Regions from separate parts of the Zea mays genome. Here region 2 is linked to region 1. Evidence: chromatin contacts called from public Hi-C data. All regions are on one chromosome and are shown on one strand. The core of a region is the stretch at or near the end of the contact, and the rest is flanking DNA. Distances in the headings are between cores, read along the strand shown.

What was found. A called contact is a pair of places that touch in the nucleus more often than the background predicts.
Region 2: a contact with region 1 is called in a Hi-C map of ear, with 2.4 times the contacts expected there. The contact joins the enhancer-like site here to the promoter of LOC100272270 in region 1. A contact is called at or near these places in 2 of 25 Hi-C or Micro-C datasets (ear and endosperm).

What each region holds. Positions count from the first base shown.
Region 1 is chr7:69,473,053-69,480,418 of Zm-B73-REFERENCE-NAM-5.0, reverse strand. LOC100272270 reads left to right here and starts at 2,788. Exons shown (of 2, transcript NM_001146758.1): 1 at 2,788-3,158; 2 at 3,974-4,500. The coding sequence starts at 3,039. The coding sequence ends at 4,285.
Region 2 is chr7:69,685,818-69,693,183 of Zm-B73-REFERENCE-NAM-5.0, reverse strand. No RefSeq gene overlaps it. Among protein-coding and RNA genes, the nearest start is that of LOC118472930, 25 kb to the left of the region's middle. Within about 2 kb of position 3,228, at least 19 of the 20 cell types and tissues checked have an H3K27ac peak or open chromatin away from gene starts, as enhancers often do. A contact at or near this core is called in ear, where this site is marked.

The DNA.
Region 1 (7,366 bases), core at 1,539-4,038:
GCCTTCTTTACCATAACAGTGTTAGCCAACCATTCTGGATATTTTACCTTTCTGATAACTCCGGCACTGAGGAGTCTTTTCACTTCGTTCCGAGCACCTTCGGCCTTGTCATCAGACATCTTCCGAAGCCTTTGCTTTCTTGGTCTGAAGGATGGATCAACATTGAGCGAGTGCTCAATAACATCCCTATTAACTCCGCAAAGATCATTAGCTGACCAAGCAAAAACATCTTTGTTGTTGAACAAAAACCTTATCAAGGTTTTCTCCTGTTCTTCGGACAGTTGAGATCCCAATAGCACCTTCTGCTCTGCTATGTCCTCACATAAGAGCATGGGCTTCGGCTGATCAGCCGAAGCAGCTTTTTCCCTTCTGAACTTGTATTGTTCACAAGCTTCAGCTCCATCTATATTATGGATTGCTTTTGAGTCTGTCCAATTTCCTTCGGCCCTTCTGGCAGCTTCCTGACTTCCATGAATAGCAATGGGCCCTTGGTCCGAAGGTATCTTCATGCAAAGATAAGCTGGATGAAGAATTGCTTCGAAGGCATTGAGAGTGCCTCGACCAATGATTGCATTGTAAGGGTATTCCATGTCAACAATATCAAACACAACTTGTTCAGTCCTTGTGTTGTTGATAAATCCGAAGGTCACTGGCATTGTGATTTTGCCGAGTGCTACAATCTGCCTTCCTCTGAAGCCACAAAGGGGATGCGTGGCATCATGAATTTTGTCTTCGGGCTCTTGCATTTGTCTGAAGGCCTTAGCAAATATAATATCAGCTGCGCTGCCTGTATCAACCAAAACATTATGGACCAGGAATCCTTTGATCACACAAGAGATAACCACAGCATCGTTGTGTGGGTAATCCTTGAGTTGAAGATCCTTTTGGGAGAGGGTAATTGGAATGTGAGACCATCTTGACTTGATGAAGGGTCCCTGCACCCCGACATGATGTACCCTTCTCTCTGCCTCCTTCTTCTGTTTCTTGTTGGCTGGCTCTGAGCATGAACCGCCTGTTATCGGGAGTACCAGCTTCGGAGCCGAAGCAGCTCCAACTTGAATGTTGAACGAAGCCATCAGCTCAAAAAAGTGGAAGTGACTTCACCGGAGGTGGGCACCAATGTTGGGGACTTGTTCTCAGATGCTATGAATTAAGAACAAGGCAACATAAAATGTTAAATATCAATGCCCTTCGTCCGCCAAACATTATCTCCACAAGGATTTAATGAACTTCGGACGAAGGTCACGAACATAATATTACGAATGTTTTACCTTCGTAATTAAACATATAAAGATAATACAAAGTAAAGTTAAAACACGAAACATTAAAGGTAAATATCTTGAAAACAAATGACCTCATTCACATATCTTATTATATGAATTTAAGATATTTGAATACAACGTTTAAATACATTTATACCTTTGCCTTGACAAACAATAATTCCCGAGTGATGCGTTAGCAATTACAGGAATGTGTGAATAGTAAAGGAATACTGTTCACTATTTATAGGCACAGGACACAGCTCATGAGGAATTACAATTATGCCCCTCATAAAAGTTTACAACAATGACTCAGACCTTTGAAGGCTAAAAGGTCATTTTATCTTTAAGTCGGTTCGACCCTTCGTCTTCGGATATGCTGTAGTTCCGAAGCTTTGTGAACGGTGTCTTCGGCATCATGTTCAAGCAGCTTCAGGTGAAGCTGTTTCTTTTTGCAGGACCTTCGGCGACGAAGCATGGTCCCAACAGATGGACCTACATAGGTCCGATGGACAACAGATCGGACTATGCATAGGTTGGGCTAAATTGTTAGACCACACTTGGAGGACAGCGTTGTCACTATCCTCGCAAGCCGCTCGGGACTATCGGCTGATTACTCTGGTGGCGGCAAGGTGGAGAGGAGAGGAGAGGAGCAAGAGGCGGCGGCTAGGTATTGGTGCTGCCCAAGCCACCACATTGAAGACGATGTGGATTAAATTTGTTGTTTCTCATTCGACATATGAAATACATTTATGCAAGTTACATGATAGACACGTTGAAATCGTGTACAACGTCCAATTTAAACGGAGCATAAACCATTGTACAAGTTTGAAATGGGTTCGAACAAGTATCTTATTTAAAAAGATCAACCTATATAATATATATAAAAATAGCAGCAATCGCACAACACCTAACTAGTAAATATATTATGGCCTCGTTTGGTTAGAGTAACTAAAGGTTAGTCCTTGGTTTTTAATCGTATTTAGTCTCTTTTTACCAAACGGGAAAGATGTGTTAAAAGGGACTAAAGAGCAATTTTTCCACTTGTTATCCTCACTTTTTCCACGGTCTACAACAAACAAGGCAAAAGTTATTTTAGTCTTATTATATTGCATATAATATGCTGAGAATCTATTTAGTCTCTGTAACTAAATATGATCGGGACTAAAATTTAGTCTCTGTACTAAACTTTAGTTCTAGTACTAATACGGTACCTATGTCATGCAATTTAGCAGTTGTCCCTGTTCTGCCGCTGTTCCTGCCGCTGAATATGACCGCCTGACCTGTTGCCACGAGAGGTTTGACCGCTGGACCTGACCCGTGTGCCGTGTGCGCTGCTACTGCTGGACGAGTAAAAGAAGACGACCCATGAGAAACTCGCACCACGCGATCAGATTCGAGCCAACCGCATCAGGTCCGACCCGAGCCCGGACCGCGTCGTTGTGGACGCAGGGCCCACGGCCAGCTAGCGATACTTGCCGGGCCCCACGCGTTCTCTCCACTTCCTCCTGACCTTTTTGAGTCTCTTCTTCCACCCGGCGGCAGCGGGCAGCGCAGGCGAGCAGACCAAGTCGCCTGCAGAGTGCAGACTGCAGATACAGTCCGTGCTCTGACGGAGCAACAGGAGAAGCAGAGCGAGCCGAGGCGGAGTCGACAGGCGAGTGGTTCCACCGACCGTCTCCCCTGCCGCAAGCGAACGGGTGAGCGGGGCGCCGTGGATCTGATGTCCCTTTGAGATTCTACTCTGCTTCTGTTCTCCCTACAGCTTGGTGCCTTATCATGGAGGAAGCGGGGAGGGGCTGCGGCTTGCTCAAGGTGGTTGTGACGCACGGCCGGAACCTAGCCGTCCGGGATTTCACGTCCAGCGACCCCTACGTCATCGTCCACGTTGCCGACAAGGTGAGTTCAATTAAAAGAAGAGCGAAATGAAGGATTTATGCTGCCTGCGCCTGAATCGCTAGCAAAGAAACTAGTATCAATTATGCTGACACAGCAATAATGTTAATGTCTGTCTTGGGGTGCTGATTTTGGAAAGTCAGCTTGATCTACTGGTCCAGGTGGTTATTCATACTTAAATAAATTGTACCAAATTAAGTGTCTTAATTGTCATTTCTTCTAGGAGTAGTATAATATATAACACCTGTCTGTCTCTTCCTTCGCTCCTTTCTTTTCTTGTACCATGCAGACCACAAAAACAAAAGTTATCAACAGTTGCCTCAATCCAGTTTGGAATGAAGAGATGACATTCTCCATGAAAGAACCAGTAGGAATAATCAAATTTGTAAGTTTCTATGCCGACGAATTCTACTCTCGTCAAAAAAGCAGGATTCAGGACCTGTTTGGATCAGTACACTAACTGTCCATGAATATGGATCAATACACTAGCATTGACAATCTGAAATCTGTGGTGAATTTTCTTGTTCCTTTTTCTCAGTTTTCGGTCTCTCTGAATTCAATACATTAACTGTCCATGGACTGAAATCTAGATCTCTAAACTTGCCAAATTAATACACTGCCTATGTTATGTGTTTGCTTACGTGACCAACATGGACACCGATCAGTGGGCTCAATATTGTGATAGCAATTGTTCTCACAGCGATCGAAGGAAATGTTTGCAGTTAAAGTGAAAAAATAATAGTATGACACTTCTATTACTTAACAATATTAAGCCCACGGATCTGTTTCCTGAACAGAACGACCATCACCTTTGGCAGGAGGTGTTCGACTGGGACCGGTTCAAGTACGACGACAAGATGGGCCAGGCTTTCCTGGACCTGCAGCCTGTGGCGGCGGCAACCAAGCTGCGGAGGGCGCTGCGGCTCACAGCTGGCGAGACCAACCTGCGGAAAGTGAACCCGGACGCCGACAACTGTCTGCTCTCAGATAGCTTCGTGACGTACGCCAACGGGGAGGTCGCGATAGATGCTAGGCTGCGGCTGCGTGAGGTCGAGTCCGGCGAGCTGTTCGTCACTATAAAGTGGATTGAACCTGACAGCGCCAACACTGGAAAGCAAGCGGATCACTAGCTAGCGATGCATTTTGCTTGCAGCACTGCAAATATGTAATATGACCTGATGTGGGCTGATTTATGAGGATTTTTTTTAAATCGTATATTTTTATTATCAATTACAATGTAGAAGGTGTTGTATGAGAATTTGAGATGCATCATGTCGGTCATCCAGTGCCCGACGTGTCACCTATTAGCAGCGGCTATCCTATAACAACGCATGTTTTAGACATTACTTTGTTTACGTAATCTACGGTGTAAATTTAATATTTTACACGATCGATTGTGGATAGCCTTAAACTCTATACATCTGCTCTTATCTATATACACTAACCAGTTATTCATACTTTGCTACAATTTTTATATATCATATAAATATATATTAAGATATTTATTTAAATGTAATTATTCTTTTATTTATAAACACTAATGTATGTGTGGTCTGGTGGCGTGGGTTCAAATGCTCGCTCTTCACTATTTTTGCAGTAGCTGGATGCACGAGCAGTAGCTGAGAGAGCACTGCACGAGTGCTAGGCATGGGGCCCATAGGGCACGCCACCGAGGCGGGGCGCCTTGGGAGAGAGAACCAGTCGAGACGTGTGGGGTGGGCCCAAAATGTCAGCGCGGAGGATAAAGTCGTAGTAGCATCAAATATCCACATTAGGTTCTTAATAGTGTAGTATAGTTTTTATTACTTACCTTTACAAAATTCTTTCTATACGTACATGACGTTTCCAACCATTCTCCCTATACACTATAACTCACTTATTAATATTTATTTATTTATTTTTATTAAAAAATCATACTACTACCATAATACACTTCCTCCATTTTTTTATTTATCGCGTTTTAGTTCAAAAATAAATTAGCGGGCGACAAATATTCGAGAACAGAGAGAGTACATAATTAACATGTTATGTGACTTAAATATGATTAATATGGCAAATAAATGACATAATTCAAGCATAGAGGAACATAGCGCTCCCCTTATATATATATATATATATATATATATATATATATATATATATATATATATATATATATATATATATATATATATATATATATATATAGGGACAAGGTAATGGAAGCCCAGGGTTTCCATTAATACCAGGAAGCCCCAGCCAGGTATACTCCCGCGGCGATCAGATGCGCGTTCTGGCTCAGATGTATTCCAGCGTAAAACGTGGACCAAAGCAGCGTAAATGGGTACTAATTTTAGCGTAAACCGTAGATCTGTTTCGTAAGTGCGAATGAGCCCGGAAATTACGACGTGAAAATCGCGTGCGTCCGATCATGCGTGGGTTATGGCACATGTGGATTTCAACGTAAAACGTAAACCAAAACAGCGTAAATGAGTACAGATTTTAGCATAAATCGTAGATTTGTTTCGTAACGGCGATTGGGCCGGAAATTACGGCGTGTAAATCACGCACGTCCAATCATGTGTGGGTTCTGGCATGGGTGGATTTCAGCGTAAAACGTAAAACAAAATAGCGTAAATGAGTACGAATTTTAGCGTAAATTGTAGATTTGTTTCGTAACAGCGATTGGGCCGGAAATTACGGCGTGTAAATCACGCACGTCCAATCATGCGTGGGTTCTGGCACGGGTGGATTTTAGCGTAAAACGTAAAACAAAACAACGTAAATGAGTACGGATTTTAGCGTAAATCATAGATTTGTTTCGTAACGACGATTGGGCCAGAAATTACGACGTGTAAATCACGCACGTCCAATCATGTGTGGGTTCTAGCACAGGTGGATTTTAGTGTAAAATGTGAACTAAAATAACATAAATGAGTATAACTTTTAGCGTAAATCATAGATCTGTTTCGTTACAGCGAATGGGACCAAAAATTACGACGTGAAAATCGCGCGCGTCCGATCGTGTGCAGGTTCTAGCTCGAGCAGATTTTAACAAAAAATGTGAATCAAAACAGCGTAAATGAGTATGAATTTTAGCGTAAATCGTCGATATGAGGGCAAAAAATTGTAAACGTGGGTTATTTGAAGGTGAGCGTTAGAACATGAGACATGTACGTTTACCAAATAATAAAATGAATTGCATCTTCAACATGTCTTGCAGCTTCAACAGCTCTTACCATTCTTTCGCATGATTTTCATCAACTTTACTTCCATATTTAGAGTTAGCGTCCAGAGTCTCTCCTATAGTACCAGCTACAGTAGATTGCACATATGTCTCAGCACTTCAAAAATAATACGTTGATTTTCGTCGTGCTTCCTCTTCATCATGAAGTGACTTTGCTAACCTTTCCCTCTCTAGTAGCGCCTTTGCAAGTTATGAGGACAAGAAATCCTTCCCCTTTGTAGAAGACTATAAACTCATTGTTTCTTGAAAGCATCACAACGCCTATTAATTTCTGGTGGATTGAAAAATAACATTAGCTATGAATCATTAGTTCACTACACGACCTACCTCAAAACTTGAGCAAATGGATAAGTGAAGAGAAAACCAGGAATATCAGATTGTTTTCTATAACAGGGAGCCAAATGTAAGCATTAATGTTTTGGTTCATAATCAACGTTCCACATGACACAATTTGTCATCGCTTTAATATTTCATAGAAACTATGATTTTTTCATGCAAAATCAGCGAGAATATTTTATTGATCAAGAGCCCAAATGCGTACATATGCATTAATTCTCATTTAGTAAAACTAAGAAGTAAAATACAAACTTCAAGTTGAATAAAATGGATGAATATGACAGTCGCAAAAGAAGCCATAGAAGGACTCCAAATCTGTAATGTGTTGTTGCTAGTGATCAATTAACACTTCTAACTAGGATATAAATTTTTACATATGCTACCCAAACTGTACAAAATCTAACAAGGGACACTTTCTGTACTTACTTTAATATCTTCGACATCCTCTCACTGGTGGTAAGCTATACTCCTCTCTTCAAAGCAATTTTAGCAATAGAACTTTTCTCCCACAACTTTACCATAGCATTAGCTAAGCCTTGGAGTTGTCTGCTTCATCCTAACACCCATTAGTAAGGATGAAATTAATACAGCGTAGTACAATGGATTGCCAAGTTCATAGTTTAACTAAAGCATAAGTGAATAACATAAA
Region 2 (7,366 bases), core at 1,979-4,478, 210 kb before region 1:
CAATTGTCCTGTTTGGCTGTAGTGGACTAGCTTTATGTGGGGTTAAGGTCAAGCAGTTGCTTTTAGTTGGTCAGGTAATTATTACAAGTAGAGAGCCAAGTTTTAACAGTAACCCAAGTTGTTAACCCATAAGTACCCTTTCCAAATGGAAAGAATACCACTTACCATTACCATAGTCATAATCATAACCATCATAATCTGGTCACCACCTGTAAACCAACCATCTCTGATCAAAGTATCTCTAATTAAAGTATCTCTAATCAATGTATCTCTAATCAATGGAGCTCCCTTGGCCGCTCATAACCGTGAGCACGGCTGATATATCAGTTTCATAACACTCTACAGAGGTTGCGCACTTTACCCACAAGCTGTGTTTCCCTCTTGCCTCGGGCCGATCAAACCCTTAAACACTACCAAGATGCATAGGCAAGGTTTCACTATGTAGCCTTTACAAAGATTCCTTAAGGCTGTAGCCGCCCGTTAGGTTTCCTAAATGTACCGCACTCCTCCCCAAGGGGCAAACCAACCTTGGCAGAGCGAGCCGCATACACCGAGCCCCATTAACGGCACGACGGCGAAGCGAACTACACCCCAGTTCCTCTAATGATTCAACTAAGGGCGTCCCATTCCACCCTCATGGTTGCATTGTTTTCCCGGGCGGTCATCCAACGAACCAGTCCTTACGGAGAGGCACTTGAGAAACAGCTCGAGTCCCCTTCAATGTCACAGTATCATCATTATAATCAAAAGGGAAAACAACATATCATAGATAATCTCATCATGTTCATTGATTAATGTGAAGCACTAGCATAAAGCTAAACCAAAATAACCCAACCAAAATAGGTAAACAAGAACAAGATAAACAAAAGCTAGTCAATCCTTAGGTATAAACTGTGTAAATGTAGGGAGTGAATTATAAAATGAGTAGGACATAGATGGTTCAAGGGACACTTGCCTTCACCAACCAGCTGATGCTCAGGGTCTTCACCTGCAACTCCTTCGGACTCCACCAAGTTACCAACTGACTGTTATCTATACGAGTTCAAACATACATTCCACAAATCTAATACAAAAGAACATTACACCATGCAATAAAATATTATAAATAAACAGACGCTTTGTACAGGGCTCACACCTACGACTAAGCGAGAAAGAGAGAGTAACGGTCGAGGCTACGGTCAAAGAGCGATCACGTTACACGATTATAAATCAGAGTACTCATCTAAACAGAATAGCATTAATTTGGCCATCACGCTATCCATAGGATAAAGTCATGTTCCGTGTTTAATTCATTATAAACAGACCAAAGAAAATTTAAAAGGATTGTCGTGCGGTGAAACGCGCGACACAACACCTAGACTGAATTGAGAATGAAATGACTCGTCGCGCGACGGAGCGTGCCATGAGGTACTTGAATTATTATGAAAATAACGTCAGGCGTCGCGTGACGAAGCGCACGACGGCACACGTCATCTAAATTGAATTTAAAACGAAACGTCGCGCGACTGGACGCGCGATGCCACACATTTGAATAAACTGAATTAAGATGAATCGTCGCGCGACGAAGCGCGCGACGCAGCTCATTAATAAATGTGAATTTAAAATAAACTGTCACGTGACGAAACGCGCGACGCAGCACGTCAACTAAACCAAATTTAAAATTAATTAAACCAAAATTTAATCGTCGCGCACGCGATGGTCACGCGCGGGAACGCACTGCGCGTGCCGGGGGCACACGAGGGCCGTCGGGGTACGAGAGCCACGCCGGGGGCACGCGCAGGGGCTGCCGGGGAAGGGCGCGGGGAAGGGTGCGGGGGCGCTGCCGGGGAGGGCACGACCGCGAGGGGGGGGGCGAGCCCGCCGGGGGAGGGCATGGCCGCCGGGGAGGGCACAGCCGCGGGGGAAGGGCACGACCGCCGGGGAGGGCGAGCCGCCGAGGGGGCGCAACCACGGGGGAGGGCGAGCCGCCGGGGCACGCGCGCGAGGAAGAAAGGGGGCACATAGGGAGGGAAGAGGATAGGGAGAGAGAGAGGGAGGGAGGGAGAGCTCACCTCGGGGAACCAAATCCGGTGATAACCGTCACCAAATCACCAAGGGCACAATGAGGAAGAGAGAGAAGTGGAAGATAGGGAGTTGCTGTGCGGGAAAATTGAATGAGAGAAAGGGATAGAGAGGCTGGCATGCATGGGGAGAGGCAGGGGCACGCGGCCAGGGTCAGGCCAGGCTAGGTCAGGCTGGGTCGCGTCGTGGGTCAAAATCCCACGACACGCACAACCACTGATCGGAATCCAATCGCGAATCGAAATCCGAAACGAGACAAGGCGAACACGCGATTAAACACAACATCAGACAAAAGAAATATGCTTCGGCATGATGCAACACCCATGACAACTTAGGTTTTTGTTTACACGCAATACGGACACCAGTCGCTATACTGCTTTGAAACTGGGAAGGAGTGAAACGGGAAGAGAAAAGAGAGTAACGCCTGAATTTGGTGAGTATTAAAGAAGAAAAAATTATATCCCCAAATTCAGGGCGTTACAGCTGGAGCACTTGGAGTAGAGACGTCGGCAGAAACCAGAGAGGACAAAGGAGATAATTAGGGTTTACTGGCGGCTGGGAGGGTTTCTGGCGGCTAGGAGGATTTCTGGCGGGTTTGTGGTGGCTGGGAGGGTTTCTGGCGCCTGATTTAGTGTTGGAGGGGCGGGCTACAGTAGATGGGCCAAAAACTAGAGTGAAGCCAGTACCAAAATTGCGAGGACAAAGACGACCAGCAAGCGTTCGACTGGACGACTAATTGCCTAGGTCAACGATTAGTCGGACGACTATGACGACTTGAAATCCTAATCGTGTCATCCACCTAATCGCCCACTTCCAGGCGACCAGCCCGACTAATCGCTATTAATCGCGATTAGTCGGACGACTTGTAAACACTGCTCTAGACTATGGAGACTATTTTAACAAAGCCCAGGGGCTCTGCGCAAAATTCCGGGACCATACGGTAATGGTTTTAACCTTGTAATGGACGACGGGTTATTTCTGCATAACTACATGGGTTCTTATGTAAAGGATTCGAGTGAAGGGGTTTGCTTTTATCTTGGTGGCTAGATCTCAAAGCGACGGTCATGATTAGAAGGTACTACCACCAAACAGAGGCCACCGGATTGATATATAACGGTTTGGATTTTATGTCGCGAAGGGGTAAGCGTTCGTGTAATCCAAGCCGTCCACAGACGATCGGATGGCCAGGAGGCTTCCTTCATCCTCTAGACACGGACAACGGCGGAGGAACTCCAACCGTGGCGGCGCCATGGTTGAACTATGCCACTCATCGATTCCCAGACCCAAGCTCCGATCTGAGGTATGCTATACGCAGACGTTTCCAAGGTGAACTAGATGAGGGCTACCTTACCGGTTATAGAAGCGATATCGATGCCGACCACGATGTGAGGTGGAACCCTGGCGGTACTTTCTTGTCGGCGCCGAATTCACATTGGTTCGCATGATCCCGAGTCCAAAGCTTCCACCGTACGTCTACCCTACGCCCTCCTCTTCCCTCTGGATCGGTCGCCGAGGCCGAACCGGCGCCCGCCCATGGAGATTAAGTCTGGCGGCATAATCCCACTCTCCCCTATCCTGCCCCCGCGACGGCGATGGCCACATGGCTATGAACAAACCGATGACAAAGAAAGGTCTGGTCCAGAATATATATACCCGTGATGGAAGGAGATTGGGCCCAATCTATTGGACCATGGCGCAACCCGACCGGAGATCCCGTGACACACAACCGAACTCAGATACGGTGATTTCGTTGACTCGTTACAAATCAAACCTGGGGAACAAGTCCAGCTGAGGCGGCCTCATGGGCAGGGATGCAGAGCCCCTTGACGCGAGCGGGTTCAAATGGCTGATGCCCGATTCGTAAACTCCATGCGTTGGCCTTGACCGACCAGAACTAGAAGATGAGTCTGACAGGGGGGCTACCAGTCAGCGAGAGCTTGTTGGGGGAGAATTGGAGTGAGGCTGGCAGCCCGGGCCCATGCGCAAAGACTGTCTCGGCGACCCACCTGCCAGGGACCCTAGAAGTGCGCGCGAAGCCACTGTAGGGACCGAGGAGTGGGCCCCACTGGTCATTGGCTAGGGCGCAGTGGGCTGCCGAGGAGGAGAGAAGTGGGAAGGGAGTTGGGCCGGCTGGAGATTGGGCCCAACACAGGTTTTTTTTCTTTTTCTCTTTTTTTCTGTTTTCTATTTTCCAAATCCATTTCAAGTTTATTTGAATTTTTCTAACTAATTTAAAATGCACAACACACAATCCAACATGAATGCAAAATTTAAGTTTTTATTCTTTATTATTTATTTCCTTACTTACATAAACAAATGCTCATAATTATGAAGAGTAAGAAAATGATTCACACCTTCAAATAGTTAAAAATTCAATTACATCATATTTAAAATCTAATGTTTGCTATTCATGTGAAACATAACTTTAATTATTATTTTTTTATCTTTATTGAATATAAAATTCAACCAAAGGGGACTTTTTATAAGGGAATCTTGTTTCCAATCTATTGTTAGATAATATGATTGTTTGAAACACAGGAGAATTCCCCAAATTCTTAAAGTTAGTATTTTAGGTGTTACACGTGTTCAGCTGGGGTAAATGAAGAGGAAGGCTATCACCCAGGGGCAGGGGAGCAGTAGCGTCCGTCCTCGCTATGTTCCACCCCAGGGTACACTGGCTTGTACTGGACGAGGACAACACCCAGCTCAGTTTGCACCACAGGGGACTCCACAGACTCCGCATACTTGTCAGGCTACCCCCACTAGCACCCGACAAGACCTGCAAGGCAGAGTGCAGGCACCACATGCTTCAAGTGTGGTCAGGTTGGGCACTATGCTAATGTTTGTCCGCAGAGGATTTCCAGCACACCAGTCCAAAGCAAGCAACCAACTCCTGGATCTGGCAATGGATTCAGCATTGCCGGGGTCAATCAAGTCAGTGCTGATGCTACCGCTGACGGAGCTGATATCGCTATTGGTATGTTTTAAATTAATTCAATTCATGCAGCCATATTATTTGATTCTGGTGCTATGCATTCATTTATTTTTGCTCGATATGCCAACACAAATGAGTTACCACTACAAAATATGCAAAAGCCACTGATAGTAGTTACCCCTAAAGGGCCTATTGAAGCAAATTATATGACCAACAGATTAACCTTCACAATTATGGGAAAGGAATTCTGGGCTACCCCTATAGTATTAGAGGAAACCAACATAGATCTGATACTTGGTATGTCGTGGTTAAGGAAGGCCAAGGCAGTTATACATTGTGCGAGGGGAACTGTAGAACTCACCAGCTCTAAAGGATAAAAATTCGATGTCGAGATTACCATAACAGCCTCTACCAGACCCGACGTATTTCTAGCAGATGGGAAATTTGTGGGCAGTAACATCCGTGTGGTTAGAGATTTCCCTGAAGTATTTCCAGAGGAGTTACCCGGGATGCCACCAGATAGGGAAGTTGAGTTTGTCATTGATATCTTATCTGGAACTGCTCCTATTTCAAAACGGCCATACAGGATGTTAGTAGAAGAACTAAAAGAACTTAAGAAACAGTTAACAGAGTTATAGGAGGCTGGGTACATTCGTCCGAGTTCCTCACCTTGGGGGACGCCGGTTCTGTTTGTACAGAAGAAGGATAGATCATAAAGGATGTGTGTGGATTATAGCTCGCTTAATGATGTTACAATTAAGAACAAATATCTTTTACCTCATATTGAAGATTTATTTCATCAGATGAGAGGTGCTAGGGTGTTCTTTAAAATTGATCTCAGATCGGGATACCATCAAATGAAGATTAGGCCATCAGATATTCCCAAAACGGCTTTCTCAACCCGATATGGTCTATATGAGTTCACAATCATGTCATTTAGCTTAACTAATGCACCAGCCTACTTCATGAATCTGATGAACAAGGTGTTCACGGAGTATCTTGATAGATTCGTCGTGGTATTCATCGACAACATTCTTATTTATTCCAAGAATGATAGTGATCATGAGGAACATCTGCGGATGGTGCTACAGAAGCTATGGGATAATCTGCTATATGCCAAGTATAGCATGTGTCAATTCTGGATTGATGAAGTGCCATTCCTTGGACACATCATCTCTGATGGTGGAATACCAGTGGACCCTACTAAAGTGAGGGAGATAGTGGCATGGAAGATACCAAGCACGGTTACTGAAATCCGGAGTTTCATGTGGCTTGCAGGCTATTACTGGCAATTTATTAAAGGGTTCTCCAAGATCGCTAAGCCTATGACCTCACTGTTAGAGAAGGGAAAGGAGTTTAATTGGTCTTGGGAACGCCAAGATAGTTTCAATCAGCTAAAGTTAAGATTAATGTCACCCCCAGTGTTGATTATGCCAGATCCACATAAGGGATATGATATATATTGTGATGCGTGCCGCCAGGGCTTGGGATGCGTTCTTATGCAAGAAGGACATGTTATTGCCTACGCGTCTCGTCAGTTGCGGAAACATGAGTTGAACTACCCCACTCATGACTTAGAACTAGAAGCCGTAGTGCATGCGCTCAAGATTTGGAGGCATTATATAATGGGAACTAAGTGCCAAGTCTACACTGATCATAAGAGCTTAAAGTACATCTTCACTCAGAAGGATCTCAACCTTAGGCAACGCCATTAGTTGGAGCTCATTAAAGACTATGACTTGGAGATTCTCTATCATCCGGGCAAGCCAAATCTGGTTGCGGATGCCTTGAGTCGGAAGGAGCATGTCCATGAAGCTATCGTCGGCCAGTTACCCGATGAGTTAGTGGAAGATTTTAGAAGACTCAACCTAGGAATAGTTGCACACACTGAAGGAATCACTATTGAAGTAGAACCTACCTTGGAGCAAGAAATACGCAAGGGTCAGATCGGTGATACTAAAATCTAAGAAATCAAAGATCTGATGGCTGAAGGTAGAGGTCCAGACTTCACAGAGGATGAGTAAGGCACCATATGGTTCAAGAACCGGATATGTGTCCTTGAGATAGATAGCCTCCACGAGACGATACTGAAGGATGCCCATGACTCTAATTACTCTATTCATCCTAGTAGCACTAAGATGTATCAGGATCTGAAGCAAAAGTACTGGTGGTTTGGGCTGAAAAGAGATGTAGCCACACACGTGGCTGTGTGTGATGTATGTCAAAGAGTCAAAGCTGAACATCAAAGACCAGCTGAACTACTGCACCCATTATAAGTACCTGAATGGAAGTGGGAATAAATTGGTATGGATTTGATTAACGGGTTGCCTCGCACTCCGAAGGGTTATGATTCCATATGGGTGATCATGG